2 separate regions of the Callithrix jacchus genome follow, and region 1 is linked to region 2. A link is a contact called in public Hi-C data. All regions are on one chromosome and are shown on one strand. Each heading gives the region's core, a stretch centred on a gene start, on an enhancer-like site or on the middle of the called end of the contact. The rest is flanking DNA. Distances are from core to core; before and after follow the strand shown. Region 1 holds the start of ERRFI1 (ERBB receptor feedback inhibitor 1). Region 2 overlaps PARK7 (Parkinsonism associated deglycase).

Evidence for each region. A called contact is a pair of places that touch in the nucleus more often than the background predicts.
Region 1: a contact with region 2 is called in a Hi-C map of skeletal muscle, with 3 times the contacts expected there. The contact joins the promoter of ERRFI1 here to the enhancer-like site in region 2. A contact is called at or near these places in 2 of 3 Hi-C or Micro-C datasets (induced pluripotent stem cells and skeletal muscle).

The regions. Positions count from the first base shown.
Region 1 is chr7:45,898,519-45,902,846 of calJac240_pri, forward strand. It overlaps ERRFI1 (ERBB receptor feedback inhibitor 1), which reads right to left and starts at 1,620. Exons shown (of 4, transcript XM_002750243.6): 1 at 1,469-1,620.
Region 2 is chr7:45,847,715-45,852,237 of calJac240_pri, forward strand. It overlaps PARK7 (Parkinsonism associated deglycase), which reads left to right. Exons shown (of 6, transcript XM_009000365.5): 4 at 3,258-3,327. Among named protein-coding and RNA genes, the nearest start is that of PARK7, 7.8 kb to the left of the region's middle. Within about 2 kb of position 2,762, at least 6 of the 16 cell types and tissues checked have an H3K27ac peak or open chromatin away from gene starts, as enhancers often do. A contact at or near this core is called in skeletal muscle, where this site is marked.

The DNA.
Region 1 (4,328 bases), core at 370-2,869, 50 kb after region 2:
AGTCCACGCTAAATCCTCCGTATTTTTCTCCAAACTTGCTAATATCTGGAAAAGAACTTGCTTGATAACATATTGGTAACCAATTACAGCCAGCATGTTTGCAAGAAACCAGCTTCTTTTATTTCGGTCTTTGCAAAATTCAGTTATCTGCTGATATAGGTACCTAGTCTGTCTTTGGTCTCTGTTCAAAAAAAATTTTACTTAAGCTTGTATATTGTAATTACAGAAAGGCAAGCAAAGAAATGCAGTTAAAAAAATAGGTACGTTGAACTTGGATGTTCAAGTCTCAACAAATTTGTACCCATTACATTCTTACACATTTATAAAAGGCTAAACATTTGTTCTGGAAGGGAAAAAAAGGGCATTTTAACCTCACCTTTCTTCACCCCTGACAGTTGCCTAGAAACCAGTCTTGCCCTACCTGTGTTGCAGGTGTACCTCAAGTCACCACCACATCTCTTTTAAAGCTACAGTCTCCATTCTGACTGACTTAAGTTTATGACTAACAAGCTATTCATATTTTTATCGGGTAAGAGACTGGTTTCTTTCATGCAATGATGAAATCCTAATAAAGACTTAGCAAGCACCAATACAGCACCATTCATGGTTAAGGAGTCATCTAATTTGTACAGGGCTATGATATACATATAAATACACACACGAAATTCCCAGTAAGCATTCACGTCTTGAGCACATAATTCTGCAGTCCCATTCCATTCAAAGCGGTACCTAAGACGTTCAAAGCAAAGAATCAGGTTTCTAAGAGAGAAGAAAGCGTTCAGAACAGCTCAGACGAATTTTAAAATACTGATTTCGGAATCACCACCGCCGCTGGGAGATTAGGCAGAGGGACTGGGGCTGACCGCCAAAGAGAACCAGTACCAGCCACCGCAAGCAATCACGAGCCGCCAGCGGCCTCCCACCCCAGCTTTCAGGACCGGACTGACCCGCACACGGTGTGAACAAGACAACGCAACCCCGATTTTTACAAAGAAAAAAAAAAACCCCAAAAAACGAGTCCCCAGCCCCGAAGTCGCTCATCCCCGCCGGGCAAGCCCGCGAGCGCAGGCTGCGGGACGAGGACCCTCGTGCTTGGCGGTCCCGGTGCTGCGGGGACGTGTCCCGCGCGCTCGGGTGCATGGCCCCCGCCAGCCGAAGGGCCGCGCGACGACCACTGCCGGCGTGGAGAAGAGGGCGGGCGCCAGCACCTCACGGCGTCCCCAGGCCCGGGCTGCGCCGCCGAGGAGGGTCCCGCCCTCCGCACCTCAGGGAGAAGCCCGCGAGCGCCAGGTCGGCCCCTCCCTCCGTCCCAGAGAAGACTCCGCGTCGCGGCGACCCTCCCCGCGCCCTCCACGCCCCCGCCCTGGCGTCGGAGAGCCGCCTCGATCCCGGCGCCCGGTGCTGGGGGCCTGAGTGAGCGGAGCGCTGCGCGGCCCTCCCCACCCCCTCAGCGCGCCAGGCCCCTTACCCCGGAGGAGCGGCGGCTGTCCCGCGGCGCCCTCCCGCGCATGTCCGTCCCGGCTGGCTCAGCGCCGCGGGCTCAGGGGCCCGGACATCGCGCAGGCGCCTCTCGCTGGCTCGCAATACCGCTAACACTCTGCCTCGCACTGGGCCGCCGTCGCCGCGGCTGCAGCAGCCGCCTCTATATATAGTGTTTACGCTGGGCGTGAGGTCGCCGCGCCCCGCCCCGCCTCCTTCCGCAGCCAATCAGGGCGCGCGCCGCTTAAAGGGGCAATGCCGCGGCCGAGGCGTTTGCGCTAGGCCCACCGTGGCGTAGCGCGGCGCTGCAGGGAGTCGGCTTTGTCTCCGGGGGAGGCGTCTCTGGGCCGACCCGGGCCAGAGATCCACTCCTCTGCCCGAGCCGTGCGGCAGCTGCCGAGGCCCGGGAGCCCAACAATGCCGAGCTTTCCTCAGAAGCCTGCGGGCACTCGGGCCTCGGCCGCGGTTCCCACCCGAACTGAGGGCACCTCGCGCCTCGCGTGGGATTTCCCATAAATTCAGGCTCCGGGCAAGATTGTGTGTTTTTTCCTCTCCGTGGGCCGCCGCTGGCCGTGGGGGCCGAGAAAGCCCTGGTGGGGGAAAGGGGAGCCGGTGGGGGAAAGGGGAGCCGGTGAGGGTCGGCGAGGGACTGAGGGACAGTGACGGGCTGTGTGGGACAGTGAGGGACTGTCTGGGGCAGTGAAGGACAGTGTGGGATGGTGAGGGACGGTGTGGGCCTGTGAGAGGCGGTGAGGGATGGTGTGGATAGTGAGGGACAGTGTGGGACGGTGAGGAACTGTGAGGGACTTATGGTCAGTGAAGGACAATGTGGGACAGTGAGGGACCTGTGAGAGACGGTGTGGGACAGCGAGGGACTTCGTCGGACAGTGACGGACGGTGTGGGACAGTAGACAGTGAGGTACTGTGAGGGACAATGTGAGATAGGGATGGCGAGGGACAGACTAGGACAGCAAGGGAGGAGGAGGGGACAGAGTGGGGCGGTGAGGCCACGCGGGGGAAGCCCAGGGCGCCTCTGACTGCGCTGGAAAATCGAGGTTGAGCCCTACAGGATCGTTTGGGTTTCAGGAGGAGCTCCCCCACTGCTGACCTAGGGGGCCCTCGGTTTCCCAGGCTTGTGTTTACTCAGGCGACCTGAGGTGGCCCCGACGTCTTTTTGGCTTTGGAGAGGCCTCGGATGCCCAAGGACAAAGCCCCAGCGGGCCTGTGGGAGGAGGTTTCTCGGGGCGCCAGTGATGCAACTTAGGCTTATAGTTTAACCGTAAAATAAATAATACAAATGATAACAAACCAAGAGTAACTAAAGTAAGAAAAAAAGCAAACAGACGGAAACCCTCTAGTTTTAACTAGAACAAATCCCCTGGCTGGTGCTCTGTTGCGAGAGGCGGGAGACCTGCCGCTGACCTCTTGTCTCCTGGAGCGCCTGCTTGCACTTCAGCAATAATGCATGATAGGCACTGAGCACTACCTAATTGGGGTAGTTTAACATATGGAATGAGATTCTGGCCTTATTATCAGGTTAACTATTAACTCTACACTCCATGCAATGATTTGCCTTTTCTCCACTATTATTTACTTACTTACTTTCTAATTTAAAGGCCGATTTTGATTTCAAGGCCTTAAGCACGAAAAAAGAAAAAGAATCTGAAGTATCTTTGCCCTCTCTAAGTTGCAAAACTAATATTTTGCAGAGAGAAATCTGGCTTCCTTTCCGATGGCCCTCCTGGCTTACAAGGGGCTGATGGGTCATTTTCATGCCTATGCTATTTGTCAACAATTCAGTTAACCTGTCTTATTGCTATTAATTCAATATTATTTTAGGATGATGGAAATGAGTCACAACTGATTGCTGAGTTCCTTACCTACTAACTAGGTTTTTTGATCCAAAGAAAATCTGTCCCAGTTTTCCCATTTTGGTGAGGGTTTGTGGCCTACTCATATGCTGTTACCAGTGTTTAAAAAAAAGATCAGCCTGAGAACTTGCCAGAGTACATCTTTCAGACCTCACAGAACAGTATTTACTGAATGGGCACCTAAAGAGGTTCAAGTTTCATCTGAAAGGAACCCTGGCTACACTATTTCAAGTCACTACAATACAGCTGTAATTTGTGCTTTGGCCTTATTGGCATGCTTTTACATTCCCTTATTCATAAAACAGTGATAATCACCAGAGCAACCATCAAACACACCCCTTCTTTCGAGAAAGAAGATCAACAGGATACTCAGATACTCACTATACAGTTGTGAGCTGTATGATGTGCTCATGTTTTGGTAAATTATCAAAAATCATAAAAACACATGAGTAATACATGATTAATCTGATTTTTCTATTTTAAACAACTTGCAAGATAAACTTGACTTATTCATTTTTTGGGAAAAACCAGTTTAGCCACTAGTTTGCCGAATTTAGCTTACAGTTACATTCATATAATATGGCTTTCTCAGCCGTGGAAGAATGACATTAGAAGACTTACACCCACAAATCTTTTATCTAATAGTCTATTAATGATGTGTTATAATAACATTGATATGTCAATAATAATGTATAACATCTTGGGAAAAATTTAAAAGGAAAATGCTAAGCATCTTGAAGTAATACTAGCATATTGTGTTTATTAAGTAATTATTCATTGACCTTTAATAGATTAGAACACTATACCAGACATTCGGGGAAATATTCTCTTTTTCCTGAACACAATTTGTTTTAAATTATCTCCAGTGGAGCATGACACTTAAAGTAAAACAGTGTTTTTTATATCTTTCACAGTCCACTTAATCTTGAGGCCATTTCCCAAGGAATTAATGTTAGTCGATTGTTTGTAATAGAAAAT
Region 2 (4,523 bases), core at 1,512-4,011:
CATTGTGTATAAATGCCACGTTTTCTTTATGCATTCATCTGTTGTTGGAACTTGGTTGATTTAATATCTTGGCTAGTGTGACTATTGCTGCAGTGAAAAGGGCGTGCCAGTGTCTCTTCAGTAGGCTGATCTCTTTTCCATTGGATACATGCTCAATAGTGGGATTGCTGGACCACATGGTAGTTCTGTTTACTGAGTTTTTTGAGGAAGTGGTTACCTTTTGCATGCTTTTATTTTTCAGTGCAGATTCTAAAAGGAGTCAAACAAATTCTATACTTTACATATTTTCTTTTGAGTTTTGAGCTTTGCTTGGTTTTCCATCAATAGTAGGATGTTTATGGTCTTAAAAGTGATTCTGAGCCAGCCACAGTGGTTTACCCCTGAAATCCTAGCACTTTGGGAGGCTGAGGTGGGAGGATTACTTGAGCCCAGGAGTTTCAAAGACTAGCCTGACAACATAGCAAGACCCTGTCTCTACAAAAATAGAAAAATGAGCTGGCCGTGGTGATGCATGCCTGTAGTCCTAGCTACAGGGGAGGCAAAAGTAGGAGAGTTGCTTGAGCGCAGGAGTTCAAGGCTGTAGTGAGCTATATTGCACCACTGCACTCTAGCCTTGGTGACAATGAGGCCCTGTCTCTAAATAATTTTTAAAGTATAGATTGCACTAAATACATAATACATTTTTATTTTGTAATTTGTTTAATGACTAGATTTTTTTAAACCTCTTTTTAACATCCTAAAGTACAATACAAAATTTCCATTTTGTAATTTCAGGAAGTTTGAAATTGATTAGATTTCTAGGAATTTTTTTGAGGGGGGATACTAAAATTCTCCCCCGTTACATTTTTTAAAGTTAAAATGTAACTTTTTAAGTAAAAGGCACAAAAAAATTTTTTTTGACTTCATAAAGTTTTTTGTATTAATTTTTTTTTTCTTTTTTGAGATAGAGTCTGGCTCTGTCACTTAGGCTAGCGTGCAGTGGCGCACCCTCAGTTCACTGCAGCCTCCTCCTCCTAGGTTCAAGCGATTCTCCTGCCTCATTCCCCCCTAAGTAGTTGGGTCTAACAGGCATGCACCACCAAGTCTGGCTAATTTTTGTATTTTTAGTAGAGACAGAGTTTTGCCATGTTGTCCAGGCTGGTCTTGAACTCTCCTGAGCTCAGATAATCTGCCCGCCTCAGCCTACCAAAGTGGTGGGATTACAGACATGCCCAGCCTGTTTTTCTATTAATTTTTTTAATAGAAAATATTAAATAGAAGAATGCTTCATTCTTGTTGAAGAATAATTCAAACAATATGGACATAGACAAAGTCGAAATGTTAAGTGTCCTATTCTCATTCTCCTTCTGCCCCATCCCACACTACTCCCATTAGCAACTAGAGTGTCTTGCTTTGTGACTACATGTATACACAATATGTGGGGTCGGGGTGCTTGTGATGATTATACACCTACCACCCATACATCTACACACAAACATATATCCCTGTCTTTTACAGGGGGGAGATTATACTACCCCAGCTACTCCACAGTGTGGACATCCTTTAATATAGTGGTATACAGGTTTGAAACAACATTCCATCATACGGATACACGTTAATTTATTTAACTTTTCCATTGGCAGATGTTTAGTCTATCTCCTATATTTCCCACATTTAAAATAGGAAGGTATTATTGGACTGTCACTTTAATGCTCATTTGAAATGAAATATTTTCGTTTTCTTTATGTTTTAAACTGTTACAGGGACCATATGACGTGGTGGTTCTACCAGGAGGTAATCTGGGTGCACAGAATTTATCTGAGGTAAAATTCTATTCAATTATACCTCAATAGCATCTGCTTATATTCTGTTGATTTTGTTATTATTCAGATAATTCAGGGAGGAGACTGTGAATAAAATAGAAACAATTAAAATTAACAAAATGGTATTGTAGCATTAACTCAAACTTTTTTTTTTGAGACGGAGTCTTGCTCTGTCACCCAGGCTGGAGTGTAGTGGCACGATCTCAGCTCACTGCAATCTCCGCCTCCTGAGTTCAAGCAGTTCTCCTGCCTCAGCCTCCACAGTAGCTGGGATTACAGGCACGCACCTACTAATTTTTGTATTTTTATTAGAGACAGGGTTTCACCATGTTGGCCAGGCTGGTCTCAACTCCTGACCTTGTGATCCACCTACCTCGGCCTCCCAAAGTGCTGGAATTATAGGTGTGAACCCCCGCACCCAGTCTCAAAAAAACATTTTTAATATTTTCTGTGGAGGTCAGGTGCAGTGAATCATGCCTGTAAACCCAATGCTTTTAGAGGCTGAGGCAGGAGGATTGCTTGAGGCGCAGAGTTTGAGACGAGCCTGAGTAACACATTGAGACCCTATCTCTCCAAAAAAAAATTCTTTTAATTAGCTGGGCATGGTGGTGCACACCTGTAGTCCCAGGTACTCGGGAGGCTATGGTGGGAGGATGGCTTGAGCCCAGAAGTTTGAGGCTGCAGTGAGCTGGGATTGCACCACTGCATTCTAGCCTGGGCAGCAGAGCAAGAACCTGTCTCATCCACACACACACACACACACACACACACACACAAAAGTTGCCGTGGAAGTAAGCTGAATTGGCGGAACAGTTACGAACAAATTTCAGTGAATATAGTCCAAAGTAAGATTATTTCATTTTTTTCCACCAACAAAAGAATCAGATTTTGTGTTTTGGGAAGGGCAAATTGTCTACTCTACCTACCAGTCTGAAGTGGGGGAGGTCATGGGGCTAGAGCTACCAGCAGGAATGACAGATGCCATCAGCAGAGACTGCTGTTCCTCCTTTTAAGTCATATGGGAGGAGTCGGAGGCCAGGGTGAGGGGCACATCACAGGCAGAGTTGGGGCTGCTAGAAATGGGTTGAGTCAGATGCAAGAGGTTGCTTCCTGCTAGAGTCTGTCTTTCTGCCATCTGAAAACACCCAAAACCCCACATTCCCTCTCTTCTATTTCTTTCTCCCTGGAGTACAAAATGGCAGGGGTCAAATTGCTTTCTTTTCTGATCTTTAAATGTGGGGGAATGTGTTTCTCTTCGAAGAAATACCTTACTTGGGCTTAACAATATAGATACACTTTGATTATTTGTGTACCAGTGATTTAGAAATATTGTTGGAAAATAGGTCAGAGAGCTTGTGGGTTAAGCTAAAATCAGATTCTTCCCAAGTTTCCTAGTGAGTGATTGGGTAGTGGTATAATGATAACTTGATGTATTTTTTGTTTTCTTTTCACCAGTCTGCTGCTGTGAAGGAGATACTGAAGGAACAGGAAAACCGGAAGGGCCTGATAGCCGCCATCTGTGCAGGTGACGCGCAGGGGCAGTCTGTGTTGCAATGTTGTTGGTGGGTGGGGTAGCCTTTCATTTGATAGTTTGACTCCAAATAGCTCTTCCCCTTCATAAAGCATGCAGGGCATCTGTGTTGGTGTATTTAGTTTGGGTGGCATCAAGTTGGTGTCATTTCAGAAATGAGGACAATTGTTCCGTTTTCTGCCTCTCCTTGCCTTTGGTCTACATTCTGTGAAACTTGGTGTTTTCCGTGTTTGGTTGACTCGGAGGAAAACAAGGCCCTCTGGAATTTAGTAAACAGCTTGTTACAGCAAATCTCTGTGCCAGAAAGTCTTTGTGCCAGCACACAGTCAGCAAGAATCTGTCAGACATCAACACAACAACTCTGCCCCGTGCTTGCTCTGCAGATTCAGAAGCCCCACGGTGTTTTCTGCTGGCTTCCCAGGAGCTTCTGATTCTTTCAGTACCTAGTGATCTTAGGCACCATATTATCTGCCACATAATTTAGAATAAGGACATTTGGTGCTTCACAGATGTCCTCTCATCATAATACCTCAGTACTATTTTATTTTCTCATAACCATTTTAAAATCCATTCTTGTTGCTTTCATATCAGATGATGTTCTCCCATCTTGATTTTTTCCCATGCTGTAATTTCTGCCAGCACCTTTCTTGTAGATCTTTATTAAATATTTGTCAGAAGACTGAATGAATAAACAAATGAATGAAAGATGGTTTAGTAAACATCAACATCAAAACATGTTGTTATTTTGTTAATACAGTAGGCTTTTTAAAAGAAGTTACAGGCCAGAGGTCCCAGGAACTTGATATATTCGATCAGTGGTTCTCAGAGTTCTTTTGGAGCGCTTGCAAGGTCAAAGTAGATACTAACAAGGGGCTAGTTGTGGTGGCTTATGCCTGTAATCTGAGCACTTTGGGAGGCCACGGCAGGAGGATCTCTTGAAAGCCAGGAATTTGAGACCAGCCTTGGCAACATAGCCAGACCCCATCTCAACAAACAAACAAACAAAATTAGCCAGGTACAGTGCTGCGTGCCTGTAGTCCCAGCTGCTCAGGAGGCCGAGGTGGGAGGATCACTTGAGGGCAGGAGTTAGAGGCTGCAGTGAGCTATGATTGCATTCCAGCCTGGGTAACAGAGTGAGACCATGTCTTTCAAACAAAGTGTTACTTGCCTTTTTCCTTCTCATTCTTTCA